Linked DNA regions of Triticum aestivum: region 2 is linked to region 1. The links are chromatin contacts, called in public Hi-C maps. All regions are on one chromosome and are shown on one strand. Each heading gives the region's core, a stretch centred on a gene start, on an enhancer-like site or on the middle of the called end of the contact. The rest is flanking DNA. Distances are from core to core; before and after follow the strand shown.

Region 1 (6,659 bases), core at 2,708-5,207:
AACACACCCTCAGTGTCTTCAGCGGTATGGCTGGCTTCTGGGCGGTGGGGCGCGCTCGTGGTGGCCATGGCGGCGACCTAGGCTCCGCCCAGATCTGGCATTCGGTAGCGGCTAGCGGCGCGGGCCGGTGGCTTCTGTTGTGCCTAGGACGGCAGTGGCTGGCGACAGTGGCGGCCCAACAGTGCTCGGTCACGGCGGCTGCCGAGACTTTGCCTTTCCCTACGGGCACGCAGGGCGTGCGAGATGGTGGCCCTAGGCGGGTTACGGTGGGACTGGCAATTGTGTGGGGTCTCAGAGGATGATGCGGCCGGTGATGCCGAGGCTGCCCGGCGACTGGAAGTGCCGGTTCCTAGGCAGGTCCCTGTTGAGATCTGGAGGAGCAAAATCTTGACGGGGTGCTGGCTGCCGCTCCCTCCGGAGGTTCTGCCAGCAGGTGGCTGGCGCGCGAGCCCAGGTGCAGGGGTTGGGTGTCCCCCGGGACGGGCAATTTGTTGGGCAGCCGTGGCGGCGAGCTGCCCGGCTATGGCCCCCCTCCGGCCGACCTTGTGGTGGGACCCAGAGGGTAGGTGGGAAGGTGTCTTCCTTCGGTCGGCGGCGGCCACATGTTATGCCATCGGTGAGAGGTTTGGACAAGGATGCCGAGGCGGCAACCTCAGGTGGCGGGCTACTCGGTAGGCTCTCCGACGGGTCTACGGGTGGCACAGTGGTGGTTCTGCTTCTTGGTCGTGTGGGCGGCGAGAGGTGTTGCGGTGGGTGGCCTTGGCGTCTTCTCTGCTGTGGCAGCGAAGGGATCTAGTTATGGAGATCCCGGCTTCGTAGCAGCGGCTGACTTTGTTACTTCTTCGTGCCTCAGGGTATCAACCGGGTGAAAGTTCTGTGCTTCGTCGCCGGCGGCGACGGCGTCCTTGGGTGCTACTTTCCTCTTGAGGACGTTGTCGCAGTTTCCCCCTACCAGGGTTTCGAGTGAAAAACTTTGTTCATTCCATCGGCGACGGTGACGCTTTGCGCCGTTTCCTTCTTGAGGGCGTTGCCTATCGTTGGTCGTGGAGTGGTGTTGTCTTCAGGCCCTCCTGTATTCTTGCTCATCTTCGTCGTGTCTTTCCATCCGATGTATGTTGTCCGTTATTTTCTATGTTCTACTTTGTTTGAGGGCTTACTCACCATCATGTATCGTTCACGTCCAGCCATGTACTTGTGGTTCGTGCTTTACCCTCCATGCCAGCAATTGTGCATACATAAATGGATCCAAGGGGGCAAGGCAAACCAAGGAAACAAAATAAAAAGCTATGACATCAAAACTGTAAGAACTAAGAAAAAGTGTCATGTAACACCAAACTAATTCGGAAATCATTAGCAACATGCGGTAAACCACGAGAGATTACAGAAGCAGGTGAGCAACTGATGGAGAATTCAAAACGATCAATTTTTTAGCCTGATAGAACTTGCAACTGATGCGAGATATCTAACCACGACCTAAAAGGCTATGTGTGCTCTCAAAGCAAATCCCAAGTCCAGAAACCACCATGACACTAGCACACGTTTGCAGCCAACACTGGGGTTGCCAATCAGGTAAGATCTTTTATCCAAATATGCACACTAGGCAACTAGAACAAAACAGGCAAATCATTCTCACACTTATTGTTAAACTACATTAAACTATGTCAAAACCATAGTCTTTGGGCAAGGTATCCAGGAACAACGTGTAAATTTAGATAGTTCCAGCTATTAATTGCATTGCTATAACTTTACCTGGAAAACTCAAAGCAAGGCCAGTGCAACAGCCTGCAACTCCTGCGTTAATAACTGCAGACAAAAGATCCACAAGTCAATGGTCATCCTTGTCATTTTAATTTTATACACCCTAAGTACTTCAAAAAAGGTAGCAGGCTAGCAGCGCAATCTTAAAGGGGGCATCAAAGACAGACCGTCATCTTTGCCACGTAGCTTTCTCAAAGAGCAAGAAACCAAGCTTTGAACGCCGGCAAGAACAGCAAATATCTAGAACAACAGAAATAATTCTCAATATGATGGTTAACAGAGAAAAATCTATTACAAATGAAGTGAACATTGGTATCCAACAATGAACTATGTATCATCATACCTTAGCAGAAGAGGCAGCGTCAGCAAATGAGCCTTTAAACCCTTTTGTAGTAACCAAACCTTTTCCTAAAAGGTCACCAGATATAGTTAACATAACAAAGAGATAATTGTTGTGTTTTGAATAGAATGATGACACACAGCAGGGCAGCCTGACAGCACGTATGCCAAACAAAAATATTGTGCACAATAAACATACAAGGCTGAACCAATTCCAATTTACAGGTAGCATTAAATGATTGAATTGATTTGACATGACCACCAGATTCACTACCATATTCCATAAAAGATCTACGTTGTTATATTCAAGGTGGTAACGGCCGTAGCTAGATAGGCTATTTTTGTTATCCGCAAATTAAGGCGGCATTTAGTTGGTGATAGGTTCATTGGGCCTCAGCCTGACTGTCAGTGGTGGAGTGCACAAAGCAGTAATTGGTTTGTTTATAAAAAAATTAGACCAGTAGTTAAGTATCACCCATGCATGGCGAGCAACTTAACATGATAACAGCCGCCGCCAAGCTCCATACATGCCTCCTTTACTAAGAAAGACCCTGCATGAGAATGCAACGTCGGGACCATCTAATCTACCAATTAATCACCAGGTCAAGGTAAAACAGATTTGACAATTGACATGCTTTGGATTTTGGGCATCCAAAAACTTCTATGGATGACAGTGAGACACAAAATCCAAATATTGTATTCTAAAATTAGGCGTGTGCGTGAACCTATTTCTGTGCCCAAACCACTGGTAACAGATTAGCAACCAAAAACTGAGCTAGGTGTGTAACTCCATTGTTTCTTTGTGAGTTGCTTTTACTTTAGTTCTTAGTCCATAACAAGTTGTATGAACACAGTAAACATATGAGTTGAAAGTGTGTCCATATCCAGTTTGGTATGTTTGTGTGAGCCAAAAGGAAGTTATCTACCAAATTTTCTGAGAAAACCCGCACATGTTCTGTCACAATTTTTTCATTTGGCAGCATTAGCAAGTAATTTTATTTTATTGCAAGGAATAAACACATACTGCAGCTTCCAGATAGGTACGTATGCATGCAGCCAGGCCTTAAATCAAGTATAAACGGAGCACAAAAAATTTGGTTTTGCCAACATTTCTGAGAAATTTCGCACATGTTTCAATCTAAGTAACCACGTGATTGTTCATGAGGAATAATTATTTGCGGTTAACTGTAAAATCCATCAACAATTTACTCCACGATCCTCGGTGCCAGTGTCACACAAATTCAACAAAATTGCTACAAGTTCAACTGTCCTGAACATGTAATTATAATCAGCTGCATGAAACAGATTAGACAAACACCTTAAGACATAACCTTATCGAATATAATCAAATCTCATCTCCTGCCCGTCAAAAACCTTATCAAATTACGAGAGGCCTAGAATAGAAAGGGAGCCAGCCAGGACCAAAGATCGCAGAGCCCTAACCCTAACGGACGTGTCGAGCCGAACGAGGAGGTGGAGGGACGGGGTGTTACCATATCCAACGACGGCGCCGACGAGGGAACCGGCGGCCGACTCCCAGGCGAAGCGGAGGAGGCAGACCCCAGGCGCCGCGGTGGCGGCGGAGAGCGGGCTCGGATTCCGCGACACGGAGAGGCGCGTCAGTATGGGGTTGGCGCGGGGGCCCCTCCGCGGCTGATGCGGGGACTCGTCGGAGGACTCGGCGTCGGTGGTGTCACCGCCATCGGAGGAGTAGTTTTCGTCCGGCTTCGGGTCGCCGCTCGCCATGGCCGTCGGTCGTGCTCGTGACACTGCTGTTCGCGTGTACGCGCGCGCGCGTGTCCCTTAGCAGCAGCAGCTCGTCACGGGTACAGTGGCAGTGGGACTTGTATTCGTAAGATTCAGCTATTTGCCCGTGCAATGCGAGCAATGCGTTTTCCTCTCGTGACAGGGTCATGTTCCGACGGCTCCACTTTTTCTTTTTCGGGGAGAAAAAGAGTTTATTTCAAAAATAGAGTTACATTGCAAAGGCGAGAATTCCTCGGTACATGGAGGCTCTCTGTGTAGCCAAACACCAGTGCTACATTCAGTATGACTATATCTCGCTAAACAATCTGCCACTATATTCTGAGAATGATGAAGATTTTGCGAAATAAACTCCCGACCTCTCGTATGGCTAGAATCTCCAATGTCAAATGTCCATATGAAGTCCGAACTAGTGACCCATCACAGAAGATAGTTAGGGCATGGACGAGTCTGACTGCACAATGACGACCGGAAGTTCCGTGTGTTGCAGGGCTAGCGCCATGCCCTGCATCGTAGCGTGAATCTCTGCTTCTAATGCATCATTGCAGTGGAACAAATACATGTAGGCTCGTCGATGACCTCTCGATCATCGATGGTGAGGGGGGCGCCGGATCCCGCTCATGTGGATTTTGTAGTTTTAGGTTTTGGTTTGTCCGACGTCTTGGCTTTGGCGACGATAACGGTGGCACTGAATAAAGTTCCTGATTTTTCCCGGCGAGGCGATCGACTAGCCTCTTTAAGCGGGGATGTCGTGACGATGGCAGCATCGCTGTGTTGAAATGTGTTCTCTGTAGAGGCATGGTACTTGGGACACGGTCCAGAAACGGATGCAGATAGTGGTTTGCATTGACGACATCCGAAAGACGAATCGTGTGCTAGGCGTGGTTGATGGCTGGCAGGTATGGTCTCATCCTCCAGTATTTTTGTCGTGCAGGGTCCAGATCTAGAGTTCGATGGCGTATCCGGGTGCTACCTCGGTCACATTCTTTCAACTGTAATGGATATGCCTTTGGTAAGACACTTTGGAGGCCCGTGAAGCTTCATATTAGCGACGGAGACACATCGGGCTCGGCTGAAGGGGTGATTCGTCGTATTTTCCTTTGGCGGCGGCTGTGGTGGTGCCGTAGGCAGGTGACAGGTAGTGGAGTCATGCACAGGGGTTCATCGATCTTGATTGTAATTTTCTTTCTTGGTTGATGGTCTTTTGTGTAAAGGCTAGCGTTCTGTTATTGTTCGGTTTTGTCAAGTCGGTGTCTATGTGGCTCGTATCTTCACCTTTGTTATATGAATGAGACACGACTACTGTGAAAACAATATGATCACTCTGTTATCTCATCTCGCAATCCCTCTATAAGTATTTGTTAGTGGCTTCACCCTTTGTAAGATAAATGGGTCAATTGGGCTAAAGCGGAAGAAAAACCTGTATCTATTGATGGCGAGCCCAAATAATTGAAACAAGCAAGATACCATCTCTTCTTTAACTGATCTAGACAGAGCAAACCTCAACTGATGCGACCAAAGAGCAAGTGGCTGAACTGCTCTTCCTTGCTATGAATAAAATGGAGAGTAGGACCAAACTCTTAAAACTCTAATTACCAATATCTTTGGATACGTAGACCAGGAAGAGTTCCTCCAATCTCTTTAAACACACTAATTGGGAAAGTGGTAGGTGTCTATTAATGGCTATTCCTAGCTCGGCTCCGATGAGATGTAAACATAGAGGAGCTCAATGTTGTTTCACCAATGTGTTGGCATTATCTTATTCCTCATTCATGGAGGTTTCCAACCACAAAGGCTTGGCCTCGGTTGTGTTGCCACAACGGTTCCACCAAGTGCAAGCCAACTTATCCCACTATGTCTCATTGAGCGCAAAGGTCAAACCTCGCTCAAGGTAGGTCTTGGCATGTAGAAGGTGATATGCAGACCTTATGCAAACTCTTGATTCCTTCGCAATGCGAGTGTTGTTTCGTATAAACAGCGAAGATATGGGGTATCTCCCATAACATAGTCAAGACAATCACAAACATGGGATTGGTCTGACGACCTTATACCAAAGATCGTTGTGCCAAAACACAGTCGACGCCTCAACTTGTTTTTTAATAGGTTCAATCGACTTGTTGAAGCGCGACCTAACCTATGTTAGGAGAGGTGTCGAGGGGGGTTCAAGCATCAAGTTGGGTCATGGCAAAATCTCCGTAGACGAGTAACTCAACACCGAGGCACTCCTCGCATCATCATTTTGAGGGCGAGAATAACTCCTCGAATCCAAACTATGGCTCACTCCTAGAGCTCTAGCCCTCTCCCCTTGAGATTATTCCGATAATGGGGAATGAGTTACATACCCATAGGGGCTTGTATGGCTAGGGTGTCTCAAAGCTAAAGAAAAAAATGTTTTGCGGTTGCAAAAATTTGGGATAATAAAAGAAACGCGAACAAGAAGATGTACCCCAATGTTCAGTCCCTTGGAAGGGGGTTAGTCACTGTTGGAGAGGTGGAAATTCCATGAAGGAAGACCAACACCACAAAGGCTCGCCTTCTTCTCCTTGATACTCCTATATCACAACAAAAGCTATTCTCAACCACTCATGCTAGATCTTGAGGTGGTCTCCAAATCTACAAACTTTAGGGCAGATCACAGATCAGTTTTCTTGCTGGGAACTCCTACCGCGCCTAGGAGTCTCCTAGGGTAACAAGATCGACGGGAAAGCTTTCAATTGGTCTCTGACCATCAAATTAAATGTGAATAACCAGTCCTCCTCTCTTTGAATCAAGAGGTGCTTTTTCGGTTTTTGTGCGTG
Region 2 (6,659 bases), core at 2,184-4,683, 850 kb after region 1:
TGCGATGATCATGACGCGAGAGCGATGTTTACTTGTTTGGAGTTCTTCTTCTGCTTCTTCTTCGATCAGGGGATAGGTTCCAGGTCGGCAGCCTGGGCTAGCAGGGTGGATGTCGTTTGAGTTTCTGTTTATGTTTCATCCGTAGACGGATGTTGATCTCTTGTATGATGTATTGATGTATTCTTGCGGCATTGGTATGCCTTGTATGTATCCCCAAATATTGTAATGTTGATGTGATGATATCCACCTTGCAAAAGCGTCTTCAAGATGCGCTTCTATCCTTGGTGGGACCGTTGAGTTCCTTTAGGATAGGGTCGCATCTTGGGCGTGACATACTGCCAGCCGCACCCCATACAGTCCGTTTTAACTAACCCGACAAACATCATATAAAGGCAGGTGAAATGCAAACAGAATAGATAGGTACATTTGACTGGTAATAGACAATATTCACTTAGAAGTGATGATCGTCATGATATACAAACTTAGGTTAGATGCACACGTAACTAATCCAAGCGTCGAACATATACAGAGCAAAATTTTAAAGCAAAGCAATTTTTGTGTGGAAACAACATTTTGTTTGCTGGTTTGCATTATTTAACTCACCCATTTCTCCATCATTAACACTTTTTACCAGAGTAAATGACAGAATCAATAAGATACAAAACTTAAGATGGGTTTTAGACGTCGATAACATATCAGATAGTCCTGTTGCCTTTGACTTAATCAAATATCTGCAAAGAAGCAACAAAGAACCACATTAGTGGCTGCTACATAAGCGAGTAGAATGATAGTACTGACAAATGTAGCCAATGGCCAATATCTACAGATACTAATCCAATGGCCAATATCTATAGATACTAATCGCAATCACAATTTATTCTGGGCGTTACTTGATCAGCACAAACATGTGGGAAGAAAGTGGCAGCTCACCTATGTCATGGAGCATAAAAAATAGTAGGAGATCTTCCTTTCCCGTAGTATGAACTTGCTGCCGCTACCTTGCACCTTGATGCGTCGCCACTGCCACCAGCCAATTAACAGGAGGTATCAATCTGTATCCGCAAAAGCACATGTTGTTTAGACAGCTTCAATAATATCTAAAAGAAAGACCATTATGCTGATTGCAACAGCAACAAAGTGTAGTGTTTTGAATCAGATAAAAATCACTTGTATACTATACTAAGCCATAAATATGAATAATTTCAGAATTGAGCGAGTGCACCAATGCTCTATTTATCAGTGTATAGAAAGCTTATTTCTTTTTTTAGTAAATTTATAACTGTCTACCTGAATCAGTGTTGTTACAGAAGCATATATGATCCAAGCAGGACATATTTGCTTGGCATATCCACTTGTGTCATCACTCTTGCTAGCATAGGACTGGATGCTGAAGAGAATAACCATGATAGATCACACAGGACAATCATTCCCAATGAGAATGGTACGAAAGCCACAAAATTGAGAAATATAGCATTGATGTCCAAACCCTGAAGAAAAATATATACATATAAGAGTTAGAAAATAAAGGAACAACAGATTGGTGAAGTTAGGCCTGAATATAAACATAAGAAAAAGCAAGCAAGAACAAATAACTTCTATATCTTGGCTCAACTTGCTCTAGTTAATTAGTGGGATGGATGAACTCAGTATGTCTCCAAGAACAACTACAGACTGGATCCAGCTACAATCATCCCTGAAAACTAATACTTAGAAAACATTATAATGAACAATGTCCTTCAAAAGTTGAGCTATGCCTAAAAATAATCATGTTACATCAGACATCTTGTGTGCTGCTAAGAGGATCACGTAAATGAAGTAACAGAGAGGTTTGTTCTTTGGTAATCTCTCATGTGGCAATTAATCAATCATATATTAACTGCGGCAAAAGAGCTATGCACATTATCTACTCTACTTCTCTACCTAGACCAGTCCACCAATCCTATGAAACTTCATCAATTGCAGATGCATATGTTGATCTTATAGGAGTTTAAATGAGATGTCGTTTTAAATTCGTCTTGTATATGAAGACCATAGAAAATGTAAAATCAAAATGTAAGTAAAACGCTGCCAGTAGGTTTTGATTCACATGTACAGCGGCTCCAAATTGCATGAAACTAACAATCATTTTCGCAAATATTCAAAGAAACCATGGCCACACATTTGCAAATATCTTGCGTTCTTGCTTACCCCTAACGTGTAAGAACCATAGGTCAGGACCGCAGCCGTCCCTCGCCTCGGGGGAACCCTCTCCTCACACGCCACCGCCTTGGCCCAATCCGTCACAATCTGCAAGAGCAAGAAGCGAAAACAGAACAAATCAGGAACTCCAGCCTGACGCACATGCCTGCAATATCCGATTTTTCCAAGCCGGAATCTCCATGTCCCAATACCTTCTTGAGCTCGCGGATGACCTGCTCCCTCGTCTCCTACTCCTCGGGTGTTGGGATGACCCCCTTGTCCGTCAAGAACTGCATCATCCCCAAGAAAAGGAAAGCACGAGATTACTCAGAGATAACCGGAGACAACAGAGAAACCAGAGGAATTCGCGGCCGACGGGGGGCTCACCTGGACGAGGAAGTGGGTCCTTCCCTCCTGGCGCTAGAGGAGAAGGGGTGTCGGGGGCGGCGAGAGGGGGCTGATGGAGAGGACCCGCGTCGACGGCAGAAGCAGGGAGGGGGAAATCGCGGGCGCGCGTGGACGTGAGAGCGAGCCTCACGGAGGCCGCCGCCGCGCACGCCACGCTGCTCGCCCTCGCGCTCCTCCTATTGCTCCTCCGCGGCGCGCGCGCCCTCGCCTCGTGCTGCGCCTCGTGCCTCAAGCCGCCCCGCCGTCGGCGCCGATGGGGGCCTCGCAGAGGCGCCCCTCCTCGCCTCCTCGCCGCCCGTCGGGGGCGCCTGGTTCAGGGCCGCCCTCGCCTGCTGCACCGCGAGGGCAAGGGAGGACGGGTAGCGTCGGCGACATGTTGGAGAGAGAGCTAGGGTTAGGGAAGGAGAAAAAGGAAGGGGGAAGTGAGGAGAGGAGGAGAGGAGGCCGACGCGGTTACAACCAATCGGGAACCCTCCTCACCCATACGTGAAACCCAGCCATCCACACCAGCCACACACACACACGTGAAATTCCACCCTTGCCCTCTGCGAGCTCTGAAAATTACACGCGGTGGCAGCTCGGTTCGATCCGACGGCCTTGGTCACTCCAGAGCGAGATCCGACGACCTGGATTTGTTCATCTGGAGATCCGACGGAGAGGATTTGTTCGGGAGCGAGATCCGACGGTCAAGAATCCAAACGCCTGATGAGGCTTCATTTTACTCTGGACTCTAATAATGGAATGATACCCAATCTTTGCGTATTCGCGAAAAAAAAACAGTGAATATCCCCAACGTCTACCACCAATCATGTCGGCCAAACGATCCCAGCCGTCACAATCCATCTCTGTGCAGCAGCTGACTTTTCCTATCCTCACTCCCGTAGCTTTCCTCTTCCTCCCACCCCGATCGATCCCTTCCTCTTTCCCCAACGCTGCTCTCCTGCTCTGCTCTACTCAAGCTCCAATCCTCTCCTACAGTCCACCACCACCGTGCTCTATATCTCCCGTCGTGCAGTAGCTTCGCTTCACCGCCGCGCCTCACCCACCCAACCGCTCCGCCTCTCACGCTCATCTCGACTCCATCGCCGTTCCCCTTCTACTCCCGTCGCGTCCCTGCCGTCTCCACCCCGTCCGCGATCTCGGGCATCGTTTCTTTCGGTATGGGATTTTGGTTATTCATCAAGGAATTATTAGTCTTGAACTAACTTGAGCTAATGTTGGGTGCGCCGGTGCGCACGCGCCACACCATCTAGATCTGACACTGAACCTTGGGTTGGGTCTTGCAGTGGGGTTGGCTGACGGGAGGAGGGAGATGAGCCGTGGGAGGTCTCCGGAGCCGCTTGATTTCTTCATATGGACTGTCGAGGTGCTAATCTGTAGTGACGGTGGTTTTCCTCTTCTGTTTCCGTCGTTACTTGACTGCCAACTTTGTTGAAATTCACTGTATTTTCGTTCTGCAGCTTACTTCGTAAACATTCCTAGGAGCTTTAACAGTCTGATTCTTTCTTTGGATTCATACAAATTTGCCCCTACAACGCTTTATCGATTTTGTGGGCAGTGTTTTAGTTCTTTAGTTTCATCTTGTTTGTCCTCAACCCTTCTTGAGATAATTTAGTCCACTATTTGGAATCCGTTTGATGATCTGTTGTGATGCTTGATGGTGGTTTCTACTCAATTTTATGCAAAAGATAAATATTCGTGAGTACCTAACTACCTCTCCGTATGTCCTGGCCCATTCTCTTAGAAGTACATAGTGAGGGGGTATGGTGAGCTCATGTCGTGAGAGTGATACTTGGTTCCCCTTTGCTTTGTCATCATGGCAAATAATTAAATCAATATCAACAATTTGAGTAACCAAGTGATACTCTTCCGACCATGAGCACTATATATCACTTCCGAAACATTTCCCAGGCTGCATTGTACTCAGGCCTGGCACTGAGCCAGAATGGGATTGGGCTATAATTGAGCCTTACTTTGGCGTGTCTTGTATTGACCACGTGTTGTGTTTGATACTTGGATGAAGCCGGTCTTAACTTTGATGAGATGAACTTTAGATCCCTGGGAACGGTTTTTTATGCCATGTCGTTTGGGACGTATTCTACCTTTTCGTTCTATTGGTAAGATTTCAAACTAGCTCCTAAATTTTAGCATAATGAGTTCCGAATTCTTCGTTAAATTGCTATGTATTGTTTGGATTTAGGAAAAAAGATTGCCTTGTTGAATGATCATTTCTTTCGCACCTTTAAGGCGCTCCTGTCTTCTGAAAAACTGGCAACATGGAGTGAAAAATTGGCTAGATGACTTCTGCCCGGCAATCCTAGCTCTATTTCACTAAAATGATAGACTACACTACAAAACTACAATCACTCCTAGAATTGCTTCACAAGGCAGCTAGTTTAGTTGGTAAAATAGCCATGCTAGGAAGTTTTCCCAAACTAAGCAACACGATTTTGTGGGAAAAAATGAAGGTTGGGAATTGTTGGTGCTGTTTTATTTTTCTTTGGAGTGGACCATCTTGGTGCTCTGCGTGCTCACAGCTGTATGCTTGTTTGACATGCCCACAAGTTGGTTACTGAATTTGGATCTGCATTATTTTTTCATAATCACCAGTAGCCAATGGTATGATCTGGGTTTGGTCGCTTTAAATTTAGATAGGCATTTCATTCAACCCTCTTAAAGGGCATTGACTCTAAATTTCTTTCTTGATTCATTCTTTATGTTTGACTGTCTGCATTTGTTCTAACTGATCTTGCTACCCATCTGTCTTCTGATTTAAATTTGAACCACTGTCAGACGCAAAAGCTAAAGGGTATTCACCTAATAAGGTTATTGTTTTCTTTCAGGACGTCGGCTTGTGGCTTGAAGAGATAAATCTTGGTGGCTACAGACAAGTTTTTGAAGAAAATAGTGTCAATGGAGAGTATCTGGAGAGCTTGTCGATGTTTACTACCGAGCAGATTCTGCGGTTTATCAGGCGGTGCCATATGAAATGGGGAGACTTTATCACATTGTGCAAAGAGTTGAGGCGCATTAAAGGTTGGTATATTCCTGTTTCTTCCTTGAGAGCATCTATAAATCATCTCTGCTACTGTGATAACCATTTCAGTACTTGTTTCTTTCATATTTTGCTCATTAGTTTTCATTTGACTGTATGATGCACCATGCAGTCAATCGGAGTGCAACCCTATTTCTCTCACCACTGCTCTTTTCTTTTTGAGCTCAAGCTCAATTAGTTGGTATTGCCTCTTCATGCTACATAAAAGCTTAGTGAAAGCTTAGAGTGTGAGCTGAGTCTTGTGGAAAACAGTTGTGCCAGCACGGTTCAGCTGCCAATTTGCTTTCTGTTCTGTTAGCTTTCATCAGTAAATACATTTTTTGGCCGCAAGTTTATGATGCTAATATATAGATCGGTTCTTTTCAGCATCTTGGTTTGGTGTAAATGAGCTGCATAAATGAATTTGACATGATTCAAATACGTAGATCTGTTGTATTTTATTGATAGATGAACATCATACTCCATTGGTTGTGTGTCCACACTTGGAAGATTGCTCTGTCTGACTCCTGCTAATTTGATCCACAGTTGCCTGCCTGAAAGGGGAGCAAGAAGTCCGGAGGCCATGGTGGGCACCATCTTGCCTATCAGTGGTGTTTGTGAGGGCGGCAAAGCGGAACCGACAGTCCCGAGTTGTCTCCCTGAAGCTGGAACCTTGATGCTCGCTGGCCGCGCCGGAACACCGCGCCGAGCTATCCCCCAGATTCTCTGCCTTACGGGCACTGCAACCGCGCTATCCCCACAATGTAGGAGCAGCAGTATGCTCCGTGTCCAACCCGTTTCTCTACCCCTGTTTTGTATTCCTTTTTCATCTTATAATATAGGTTTGTGGAATAGCAAGTAACCTGATGTTACCTGAAGTGGATAAGTATATGTGCAGATGGTTCCTGTATAAGATCTGCTTCTTGCATATCAGCTTGAGTTGTTCTTGGCTCAAGAATGGTCTAGAGCAGTAGATCTTCATGGCACTGAAATCGATGATGTTCTTATTTTGTTAATGCTGGCCAGAACATCAATATGA

The links. A called contact is a pair of places that touch in the nucleus more often than the background predicts.
Region 2: a contact with region 1 is called in a Hi-C map of leaf, with 4 times the contacts expected there. The contact joins the promoter of LOC123119884 here to the promoter of LOC123119883 in region 1. A contact is called at or near these places in 2 of 5 Hi-C or Micro-C datasets (both in leaf).

Annotation. Positions count from the first base shown.
Region 1 is chr5D:130,674,177-130,680,835 of IWGSC CS RefSeq v2.1, forward strand. It overlaps LOC123119883 (mitochondrial import inner membrane translocase subunit TIM22-3), which reads right to left and starts at 3,958. Exons shown (of 5, transcript XM_044539846.1): 1 at 3,591-3,958; 2 at 2,102-2,166; 3 at 1,926-1,998; 4 at 1,750-1,803. The coding sequence starts at 3,843.
Region 2 is chr5D:131,526,948-131,533,606 of IWGSC CS RefSeq v2.1, forward strand. LOC123119884 reads left to right here and starts at 3,434. Exons shown (of 4, transcript XM_044539847.1): 1 at 3,434-3,744; 2 at 3,873-3,952; 3 at 5,430-5,622; 4 at 6,167-6,659. The coding sequence starts at 3,899. The coding sequence ends at 6,297. LOC123124483 (a long non-coding RNA gene) reads right to left here and starts at 2,441. Exons shown (of 5, transcript XR_006461092.1): 1 at 2,391-2,441; 2 at 2,188-2,286; 3 at 1,288-1,487; 4 at 931-1,052; 5 at 566-731.